Linked DNA regions of Sus scrofa: region 2 is linked to region 1. Evidence: chromatin contacts called from public Hi-C data. All regions are on one chromosome and are shown on one strand. Each heading gives the region's core, a stretch centred on a gene start, on an enhancer-like site or on the middle of the called end of the contact. The rest is flanking DNA. Distances are from core to core; before and after follow the strand shown. Region 1 overlaps NUAK1 (NUAK family SNF1-like kinase 1). Region 2 overlaps LOC106507478 (a long non-coding RNA gene).

The links. Hi-C and Micro-C count contacts between places; a contact is called where the count stands out from the background.
Region 2: a contact with region 1 is called in a Hi-C map of heart right ventricle, with 3 times the contacts expected there. The contact joins two enhancer-like sites. A contact is called at or near these places in 1 of 5 promoter capture datasets (liver), 10 of 47 Hi-C or Micro-C datasets (embryonic fibroblasts, fetal heart ventricle, fetal skeletal muscle and 6 more) and 1 of 2 datasets of contacts at active chromatin or transcription factors (skeletal muscle).

What each region holds. Positions count from the first base shown.
Region 1 is chr5:14,105,719-14,111,698 of Sscrofa11.1, forward strand. All of the region lies in intron 3 of NUAK1 (NUAK family SNF1-like kinase 1), which reads left to right. Among named protein-coding and RNA genes, the nearest start is that of NUAK1, 19 kb to the left of the region's middle. Within about 2 kb of position 1,608, at least 10 of the 83 cell types and tissues checked have an H3K27ac peak or open chromatin away from gene starts, as enhancers often do.
Region 2 is chr5:14,348,494-14,353,870 of Sscrofa11.1, forward strand. All of the region lies in intron 2 of LOC106507478 (a long non-coding RNA gene), which reads right to left. Among named protein-coding and RNA genes, the nearest start is that of NUAK1, 260 kb to the left of the region's middle. Within about 2 kb of position 2,523, at least 5 of the 83 cell types and tissues checked have an H3K27ac peak or open chromatin away from gene starts, as enhancers often do.

The DNA.
Region 1 (5,980 bases), core at 358-2,857:
CTCCTGGGAGCAGTGCATGGTGTGGTGTGATCAGGAAGCAGGGCTCTGGGAGGGGTCGGGCATGGGAGCGGAAGGGCTGGTGGGCAAAACGTGCCCCCAGTTTGCCATGGTGCCCCCTACACGGGTCATGGGATGTCCTCGCCCAGCAGAGGAAGTCATTTTAAACACCCATCACAAATGGGTGTTTTAAGCACTGGCCCCAAGTTATTCATATCCTTGTGCTGGAAAACCACAGGGCAGGTGCAAATTCATAAGCTGCTGAGCCAAGGGCATGTGGCTGTCATAGGCATGGTGGCTGAGATGCCACATTGCAGTTAAGGCCCAAAGCCAGTTTCAGGGAGTAAGGGACCTTGGTAGATATGTGGTTCAAACTTCTCATCCCGGAGGTGGGAAAAATGAGGCACAGAAGTGTTAAGTGACTTCTCTGAGGTTGCACAGCTGGTAAGTCTAAACAACCTGATTTTTGGTTTGGTGTTTTTCCATCACTCATTTCATAAATCTTTATGAGAGCAAGACATGAGCCTCACTCTTAAAGAGTTTATAACCTAGTAGCAAAGAAAAAATGTACTTACAAATATTGAACTAATTCTGCTCAGTTCAACTGAGATTTATTACCAACTGCCATATGCTTCTCACCATGTTAAGATCTGGGACAGACACATGAACAAGACCCAAGCCACGTACAGTCTGACAGAAGAGCCAATATGAGCAGTTGCTAGGCTCGGTACCTCTTCTGTGCAGGAATCAGTTACTTCCAGAGATTCTCAAGTTGGAGCGTAGCTCATGGAAGATCAGTTCATCAAATTGATCCTGCACAGGAAAACCCCCTCCCTGTATGGCTGCTGCTGCTGTTAGTACTACCAGCTGATGCTTTGGAGAGCTTGGGGCGTGTCGTCCTGCGCTGAGTACTTTACCGAGGTTTCCTCTCATGTCATTGACACCCCAAGCCTAAGAGGTGTGCACGCTCATGAGACCCGTTTAACAGATGGGGAAAAGCAATGCTTGGGGAGGTTAAGCGACTTGCCTGGGGTCCAACAGCCAGATGGTGTCAAACAGATCTGTGTCTTTGGAGACCCACTGCTGCTAGAGAGATGGAGAACCTTCTTTGTGATACACAGTGGGAGACCTCTGGGTTTGGGTGTGGTATTTCGCTCATGCGCCAGGCCAGCCACAGGGCGACTCTTCTCCTGGGGTGGGGGTGGGGGGCTTCTTGTTGTTCGGGAAGGAGATGGAAGGAGGGCAAGGGCTGTTAAAAATGAGTCTCGCTTTGGGTTTCTGAGGACTGAACTCTGGAGGCTTTCAGGTAGCGAGCGAATGGCCAGATCTCTTAGAATGGGTTATGCTGGGATGCGGTGGGAGGCAAGGCTGGAAGTTGGGATGGAGGTAAAAGTCATAGCATTGAATGGTAATAAATAACAGCAGCTAATTCTTCTTGAGTGCTTCTAACGTGCTAGGTCCATTTAACTAATTTAACGCTCATAACAAGCCTGTGACCATCTCATCTCTTCCATGTGAAGAGACTGAGTACAGAGCGCGTCACTAACCTGCCACGGCCACACGCAGCAGCAGAGGCAGCTTTTAGGCAGTGTGAGTGCAGAGATCTTGACCCAACCCCTCCCCCTAGTTGGGCTGAGCCCGGCTCGGCTCCCAGTGGGGCTCCGAGCCCATGGTCTGGTATGGTGTGCAGGCTTGGAGCAGGAAGGCCAGCCTGGTGGTTTTCACAAGAGTTGAGCCGTGAGGAGATAAGGGTCAGAAAGAAGGCTGTCAGGGGAGAGGCGTCTGCTTGTTGGGCCATGAGTCTGTTTTAGTGGAGCAGGTTGGGGAGCGTTCCACCTGGACACACACTGAGTTCTTTGTTCCGTCAGCACCCTCAGGTTCTGGAATCCATGGGGCCCTGGAGAGAGGTCAGCTGGTTCACTTCCCTCCCTGCAGACAGAAATGCACCCACTCTACTCCAGGACTGATCTCACTTCCTCTTGGGAAGCCGTAGTAGATGAGGATTGAGTCAAGGTGTCTTGTCTGCAAGGAAGCCCCATATAACCTTCGTGAACCTACTATCTATACCTAGCAGAGGGCTGGGCACATAGTAGGTCCTGAGCACAGCCTTGTAGGATGGCACAGAAGGGAATACGTTGAGCGAGGGATGGTTTTAGGAGGTGTGGAGGCCCTAGGTCACCACCCCCGACCCCAAGGAGCTTCCTGATTTGTGGGCAAGAGAAGACAATGGCTGGAAATGAATGGCGGGTTACGTAGCCGTAGCCGAGTCTGCAAAGCCAGGCAGACCCTTCCCTGCATGAATTCCCTTTTTGTTACATTTGCTCTTGTGCTCCTTACGGGGAGAGAGAGCCTTCCTGGCCGGGGCTTCCTGTCCTCAGTGGCTCCGGAGTCAGACAGCCTAAGTCTCATCTGTCTTTCCCACATGAAAGTCCTGGAGCATCTGTAAGTTATGATTTGTGAAGTATCTGCTTTAAAGCAGAATGCGTTTATCATCCCGCTGGCCCAGACGGCAGAGTGCAGCGCAGGCTTGAGAGGATCCCAGGCCCCGGCAGAGGAGGGGCTGGGCCAGATGACCCACCCGTGAGCAGAGTCTGGCCGTATTGATAAAATTCTCTGGAAACGGTCCAGAAGCCGCCAGATGTTGACTTCGAGGCTCTTCGGTAGACTTTTAACGGCATGTTCAACCAGGGCTGGGCCGTTGCCCCTCCCCCGCCTCCCCAGGAGGAACGCAGACGTGTGTCCACCCGGAAAACCTGCACGCAAATGTCCACAGCCGCGTTCTTCATACGAGCCCCACAGCAGAAGCACCCTAGAGACCCGTCAGTGGGTGAATGGAGAAGCGAAGCGTGGTCCATTCACTTGATTTATGGGATAGCGTTTGTGACCCACTCCATCATTTTGATGATGGGATATTTACGGACTGTGGTTCAGGAATAAGAAGGAATGCAGGACTGATAGATGCTCCAACGTGGATGAACGTGCTTGGTGAAGGAAGCCGAAAGATCAGATGTTGGGTGATAGCACGTCTCTGAAGTATCCCATATAGGCAAATACACAGAGACAGAAAATGAACGAGAGGGCACGTGCCTCGGGCTGGGGTGGGTTGGAAGGAAAAGTGGCTTCTTGTGGGTCGGGTTTTCCTCGTGGAGTGCTGAGAATGGTCTAAAATTGATTGTGATAATGTTACACAATTTGAATATGCTAACCCCTCCCCTCGCCAAATAATGCATTTGAAATGAGTGAAATATATGATACCTGAGTTTTATCTCGTTATAGCTATAGAAACCACCTGAGACTTGGGGGGTGGTTGGGAAGTGGAGAGGGGGGTAGAAACCCGTGCCTATCAGGCCCCCCTGATTCCAGCCTGAGGGGCCACAGATCTCTATTTTGTGGAAGTGGAAAGCATTGTCCTATGTGCCACCTTCAAGAGAGAGCGCCCTGGAACCAGGCTGCTGGGGCCCTCGTGCCACCTCACCCCGTGACAGCTATGTGATCTCGGGCTAGTCACTAATCTCCTCTGAATCTTTGTGTCCTCCTCTGGGGCTCCTAGGAGTTCTTGCTTTATGGGTCGTCGAGAGGATTCAGTATGGCAATGAGATGTAGTCAAGCCTTTAGCCCTGGGCCTGGCACATAGTAGGTACACATTACTGCAGCGAGAGCCATCACTAGTCTAGGTGCATTTGTGCAAATTAGAAAGCGGCCTCCCTCTAGGTGGATGGATTTGAAAAGCCTGGTCTCCTGGCCCGGAGCATCCCCAAGCCCTGTGGCTCCAGGAGAACAGCGAGACCAAGGGCTGTGCTTTGCTTGTCCAGCACCTGGGCACCTGTGTGCCTGCCCCCTGCTCTGCCCGCGCGCCTGAAGAATCCCCATACTGAAGACACAACCTCCACTGGGATGGGCAACCCCTTTTCCCTCCATCTGACAAGAGACCAGATGGCTTTAATAAGAGCTTCCTCAAGTGCCCAGGACAGTGGGACGTTTCAGAGCAGAATATGACACATCTTACTGTTGAGGTACTAAGAACTTAGTTGGGGTATGTAGCGAATACATCTGGAATAACCTGAGAACGATGCAAGGGAGTAGGTAAATGAGGAACAGAGGAAGAAGCCCCGGCTGTAGAATCAGACAGGCTTGGGTTCCTGTGTCCCCCTGTGGCTCGGGATCCTGGGCTGAGCTTCTGTTTTTTCATCTAGACAGTGCAGCTGCCAGTATCTTACCAAGCGCGATGACCATGAGAACTAGGCTTTCTAACACCCGAGTCGGTGCAGAGCAGACTTTTGAAAACCGGAGCTGGTGTTATCATTTTGGTGAGAAGTACCAGCATTGAGGACCTGGTGGCCTTCTTATCCCAGGTCACCATTCTCCCTGCTTAAAACTCTCCCCTGGGTTGCAGTAGGGGCTAAATTCTGAATTTGCTACATCCTTCAAGTCCTGCCTGACAGTCCAAACTCCCACATCCTTACTGGCCTGTGTTGCCTTCAAAGCATGTGGATTTGATGATTTGTCTGTGCACCCCTTTCTCCTTCCTCCCCTGCTGCATCCTGGCCTGTAGCCTGGTGCCGGCGTATAGTAGGTGCTCAGTAAGAATTTATGAATGAATGAATGAGTGAATGAACAGCTGCGTGCACACTACCCCAGCACAGCACACTGCCTGCACTTCTCCAGCACTGTCCTGAGAAGGGAGAGTTCTGTGGAGGCAGGAGGCAGCAGGGAGGGCTCCTGAAGCCCCAGCCTCCTCCTTTTCTGGGTCTCCCCCCTCCTTACCACGACACGGACAGCTGTGGGGAGTCCAGCCCAGCCAGGTGCCTCTCCATTGCCGCTCTGCACTGAGGTTGGAGGGACGATGAGGGCAGCCGTTTCCCACCCTCGATGGTGGCTCCCCGCAGTTCCTTGGCGTTCTGTGGCCTCCTTGGGTCACTCCCACACTTCTGGGGGACGCCAGACACCCCCCCACCACCACCACCACCACTGAGAGTCCCAGGTGATCAGCTCCGCAGAGTAGGCAAGCTTTAGATGCAAAATGCATTTGCAAGATTTTCACATTTTTCTCCCTGGGTTGTAAATCAAGTACCTAAAGAATTGTAAACCGGCTGGAGTGTGGCGTTCATGTGTGTCTGGAAAAAAAACGCCACTTTGCTCACTTTCATTGGCGGTATTGCGAGGCAGCCCGAGGTTTCCAGTAGGAGGGTGCTAAGAGGCCACTGTGGTAGGTGCCCTCCTTCCCTGGAAGAGGAGGGTGGGGGAGGGCCACATCCAGGTGACTGAGGGTGCAGCTTACATCTCTGTGGCCAGTTTTAGAAAAGGGAGCTGCTTCTGCGTCTTAGTGTTTCCTAATGGTCTCTTCCCTCCCGCTTCTGTCAAGCTCCTTGTGTGACATGTGGCGGGAAAGCCACAAAGGCAGCCGACAGGTGCAAGTTAGAATCCTTGGAGACCCCATTGTAGCTCAGTGGTAATGAACCCTACTAGTATCCATGGGTATGCGGGTTCCATCTCTGACTTCGCTCAGTGGATTAAGGATCCGGGTGGCCGTGAGATGCAGTGTAGGTCTCAGACAAGGCTCAGATCCCGCTTGGCTGTGACTGAGGTGTAGGCTGGCAGCTGCAGCTTGCATTCGACCCCTAGCCTGGGAACTTCCATATGCCACGGGTGTGGCTCTAAAAAAAAAAAAAAAAAAGAAAGAAAGAATCCTTGCTTCCTTGCTGGCTGTTGTCACTTCACCACGAATTGGGCTCAGTTCATGTGTGATTCACCCCGGCTGCCAGGAGAGCCTGCATTCTCGTTTGGCTCAAGCCAGGCACTGCCTTTTAAGCAGGACTGTGAGGTGGGTTCTGGTCTAGGCTCTGTGTGAGTTAGGTTCTTTGAGAGCTTTCTTTCAGTTTTCTCATCTGCAAAGTGGGATAATAATAAAACCTGCTTCCTAGGTTGTCAGGGACAGCGCTGAGAGCAGTGCCTGACCCGTCGCCAGTTTTCAATAAACATAAGC
Region 2 (5,377 bases), core at 1,273-3,772, 240 kb after region 1:
TGTTTTCTAAAAAGCTCTTCTCTCCAAGAGTTATATCTCAAACACTTAGCTTTAAGCAGCAAAAGGTTCAAAATTTATTGGATGTTGATGCAAACTTACAAACCCCCAGGGTTTATAAAAGTGGATTGAGAATACTCAAGAACAGTTTGTCTGCCTAGTGGAATTTCAACATTTCCATTTTTGCTTAACTTTGGAACCAAAGGTTAGGGATGTTACGGCATCAATAGGGCACATCACGTTGGAGCTCATGTCTTATTAGAAAAAAATCTATTTTAGAGAGAAAGATTGGGTTTCTAGTGCTAATAAAACTTGGGGTGGAGTTGTTGGACTTCAGAAATGGTTTGCACATATTGCCAACAGGCACATGAAAAGATACTCATCATGGCTAAATATTAGAGAAATACAAATCAAAACTGCAATGAGGTGTCATCTCACACCAGTCAGAACATCCATCATCAAAAAGTCTACAAATAACTAATGCTGGAGAGGATGTGGAGAAAAGGGAAGCCTACACTGTTGGAAGGTAAATTGGTGCAGCCACTATGGAGAACAGTATGGAGGTTCCTTTAAAAACTAAAAATACAGCTACCATATGATCCAGCAATCCCAATCCTGGGCATGTACCCGGAGAAAACTTTTTGTTTTTGTTTTTTTTTTTGCTTTTTAGGGTCGCACCCACAGCATGGAGTTTCCCAGGATAGGGATCTAATCAGAGCTACAGCCACCAGCCTACACCACAGCCACAACTATGCAGGATCCAAGCCACATCTGTGACCTATACCAGAGCTCACAGCAATGCTGGATCCTTAACCCACTGAGCAAGGCCAGGGATCGAACCTGCAACCTCATGATTCTCAGATTCTTTTTCACTGTGCCATGATGGGAACTCCCAGAGAAAACTTTAATTTGAAAAGATACATGCACCCTAATGTTCATAGCAGCACTATTTACAATAGCCAAGACATGGAAACAACCTATATGTCCGTATCAATAGACGAATGGATAAACAAGATGTGGTACATATATACAATGGAATACTACTCAGCCATAAAAAAGAACGAAATAATGCCATTTGCAGCAACATGGATGGACACAGAGATTATCATACTAAGTGAATTAAGTCAAAATGAGATCGCGTATCACTTGCATATAGAATCTAAAATATGATACAAATGAACATATCTACAAAACAGAAACAGACTCACAGACATAGAAAACAAACTTGTGGCTGCCAAGGAGAAGAGAGAGTGGGAGAGGGAAGGACTGGCAGTTTGGGATTAGCAGATGCAAACTATTTTATGTATATGTTATATATATATATAATACATACATATATATATATATATATATATATAAATTTATATACATATTTTTGCTTTTTAGGGCCTGTGGCACATGGAAGTTCCCAGGCTAGGGGTTGAATCAGAGCTACAGCTGCCAGCCTATGCCAAAGCCACAGCAACAGGGGATCCAAACCACACCTGCAACCTACACCACAGCTCATGGCAATGCTGGATCCCTGACCCACGGAGAGAGGCCAGGGATGGAACCCGTGTCCTCATGGATACTAGTCAGATTCATTTCCACTGAGCCACTATGGGAGTGCCCCAAACTATTATATATTGAATGGACAAAAACAAGGTCCTACTGTATAGCACAGGGAACTCAATTCAATATCCTCTGATAAACCATAATGGAAAAGAATGTGAAAAATTATATTATATATATATAATAGAATCATTTTGCTATACAGCTGAAATTAACATTGTAAATCAACTATTCTTCAATTAAAAAAAAAGAAAGGAATGTCTAGCAATGGTTCAATGGCTATTAAATATATTGATCAATCAGATCCTATGTTAAGGGTTTGATGACATAACAAATGTCAATCACTTAGCACAGGACCTGGCAAATAATACGAATTCAATAACTATTAGCTGCTATCTTTATAATACAATTATTACCCCATTGACTGAAAATACATGTGGTTCCTAAGCATTCTCATTTAACAGATGCCATTAATTTTTTTCATTTTCTAACATATCTTTAGTCTCTGGCTTATCTTATAGTTCAACTATCCATCTGATTGCCAAGTTGGTGATAATGATAATACTAATTGCAACTCTTATGGTTATGCTATGATTATTATAGGTAGGTAGGTAAGTAAATATTATGAGGGACAGTGGGTGAAATTAAGTATGGTCATTCATAAAATAATTACAATACATGAAAAAATTCTTTCTCTCTTGTAATCAATGAAATGCAAATTAAAGCATGAATTGCTTTTTGCTTACCAACATTTTGAAGATTTAAACTGGCAATTTTCAGCATTCTCAAACACTACTAGGAAGACCGTAATTTGGCATAATTGATTTTTGAAAAGCAATATGACAAGATAAATTAAGTGCCATAAGCCCGTTTTCATCTGTTGATCCACTTTAAAGAATTTCTCTGGAACCTCTAGGAGGGAAATTGAGGGCAGCTGAAGATTTAGGTACAGAATGTCCACTGCCATGTGTATCGGTCAGGGTCTGGTCAGGAAACAGCACGCTCAAACTGAGTAACTGGAGGACAGTTTAATCAAAAGAGCAAAGCAAACAAACAAACAAACAAACAAAAACTACTTAGGAAGTGCGGCAGGGTGTTGGATAGGCCCAAAGTAGGGCAGGAGGGTGGGGCAGAACAAGGAGAGGGAGGCTGCCTGCAGGGCCTCAGGACAGCCACCCCAGGGGAATGAATGGCCCACCCCCACCCTCCTCCCAGCTTCTGGACTCCTGCCCGCACCTCCCATTCTGAGTCCAAGCAAAGCCAAAAAGCAAGGGAGCCCCTTGACAAAGTCCACATGGGCCCAGGCTGAACGGTGGCTCTGCCAGAGACAAATGAAAAATGTCCGGCACGCTCTGTCAGTCTCAAGAGCAAGAATAAAAATGGAAGATAACATCCAAAGATGGGGAAATGAGTCAATAAACTGGAGTATGTTTTGCAGTGGGATGTGACACATCCGTATAAAAGAACACTTCTGAAGAAACAGTAACATAGGAAAATGTTTTCAGTCTAAAGTCAACTGAAGAAAAGCAGGGTACAAAATTATATATGACTCCTGGCGTTCTCCTGTGGTGCGGCAGGTTAAGGATCTGGTGCTGTCATTGCAGTGTCTTGGATCACGGCTGTGGCCCAGGTTCGATCCCTGGCCCAGGAACTTCCATATGCCATGGACATAGCCAAAAAAAGTACATATCACTCCAAATATGAAAAAACTTACGAACACGACCCATTTTAAAAAAGACCAGCGGGAACTCCACGCCCAAATTTAAGCAGCTATTTCTGATTTAGGGAATTGGAAATTTTCTTCTTTTTTTAGTTTTCTGAATTTTCCAAATTTTACATGACTATATGTTATTTACAATCAGAAAAACATTATTTAAAATAAATAGTCTTTTGTCTTCTGTGGCTTATAATCTAGTGGGAAAGAAAGATTAATTTCTAATGAAGTATAGCCAGACACAATGGAAGAACAACAGAATAGTTCATTGAGTTCAGCAAGCAGGCAGAATCAGGACAACTTCCTGGAGGAGGTGGCATTTAAACTGAGTCTTGAGAGATGAGAAACATTTTAATAGGTTGAGAAGCGCCAGAGGCGCACCCAGGTGAGAGGATAAGGGGAACCAGAGACTGAGAGCTCCAGAGGGTAGAAATATCTGGGGCACAAGAGTAGATGGATAGTTCTAGAGCAATACACTGGCAAAATCAAAGGCACTTTTACAACACGTGGGTTTCATCGTCCCTCTCTGTATCAACTGAATTGGCATCTGCGCTGGGGAGCCCAAGACAAATATTTTTTAAATGCTTCCAGGTGTTTCGAAGGCATGGCCAGGGCTTAGAAGCCTGAGTGGGCAAAGGATATAAGAGAGCATGGGGGGGAGTCTCTTGTGAAGTGGTTGCCAGGAAATATAGCCATCTTCCTCTCCGAGGGGAAAGGGGTCCAACAGCCACCTTATAAGATGTGACCCTTCCCCCTGACTACAGGTGCGTGGGCTGAGCTAAACCTGCCTTTGGTGCTAAGGGGTAGAGGTGGGCTTTGCCGTGGGCAACTTCTGCCTGCTCTGTGGCCTGGAGTGCCAAGGGAGAGGAAGCCCAGCGGAAGGAATGAAGCTGGGGTAAGGAGAAGAGAAGGGTTGGGAAAGAGAGCATCCTGCCACCTTCCAATCCCTGATTCCAGTACTTTCTCGTCCCACTCAATTTCTGGCCTTGTGTTTACTGAGGTCGCTTCTGCCCTTATGATAGAGCCCAATTTTATTTTATTTAAAAAAATTTTTATTATAGTCGATTTACAGTGTTCTGTCAATTTCTGCTATACAGCAAACTGACCCAAACTCCAAGTCCATCCCATTCCCTCCTCCTCCTTGGCAACCCTAAGTCTGTTCTCCATGTCCATGAGGTTCTTTTCTGTAGATAGGTTCATCAGTGTTGTATATTAGATTCCACATATAAGTGATATTATATGATATTTGTCTTTCTTTCTGACTTACTTCACTTAGTATGAGAATCTCTAGTTCCATCCATGTTGCTGCAAATGGCACTGTTTTGTTCTTTTTTATGGCTGAGTAGTATTCCACTGTGTATATGCCCAATTTTATTTTATTTTATTTTATTTTTTATTTTCCCACTGTACAGCAAGGGGGTCAGGTTATCCTTAGATGTATACATTGCAATTACAGTTTTTCCCCCACCCTTTCTTCTGTTGCAACATGAGTATCTAGACATAGTTCTCAATGCTATTCAGCAGGATCTCCTTGTAAATCTATTCTAGGTTGTGTCTGATAAGCCCAAGCTCCCGATCCCTCCCACTCCCTCCCCCTCCCATCAGGCAACCACAGGTCTCTTCTCCAAGTCCATGATTTTCTTTTCTGAGGAGATGTTCATTTGTGCTGGATATTAGATTCCAGTTATAAGTGATATTATATGGTATTTGTCTTTCTTTCTGACTTACTTCACTTAGTATGAGAATCTCTAGTTCCATCCGTGTTGCTGCAGATGGCACTGTTTTGTTCTTTTTTATGGCTGAGTAGTATTCCACTGTGTATATGCCTAATTTTAAATGCTGGCCTGGCTGCAACTTGCCTCAGTTACCTGCAGAGGTGAGCAGACCAGCTCTATCTTCAGGCACAGCAATGACTGCATACTTGCCAGATCCCGGCTGGAGTCCAGGGAGTGTGGCTCTGCTGCAACCTAACGAGCTGGTGCAGTCCTTCCCAAACTGTTTTTCTCAGAATAGGTTTGGTGCAGATCATGGATGTGGCAGCACAGGCAAACAAACAAAGTATAAAAGACCTACCCTTGGTCCCATAAGTTGGGATGTTTCTGAATCAGCAAAGTT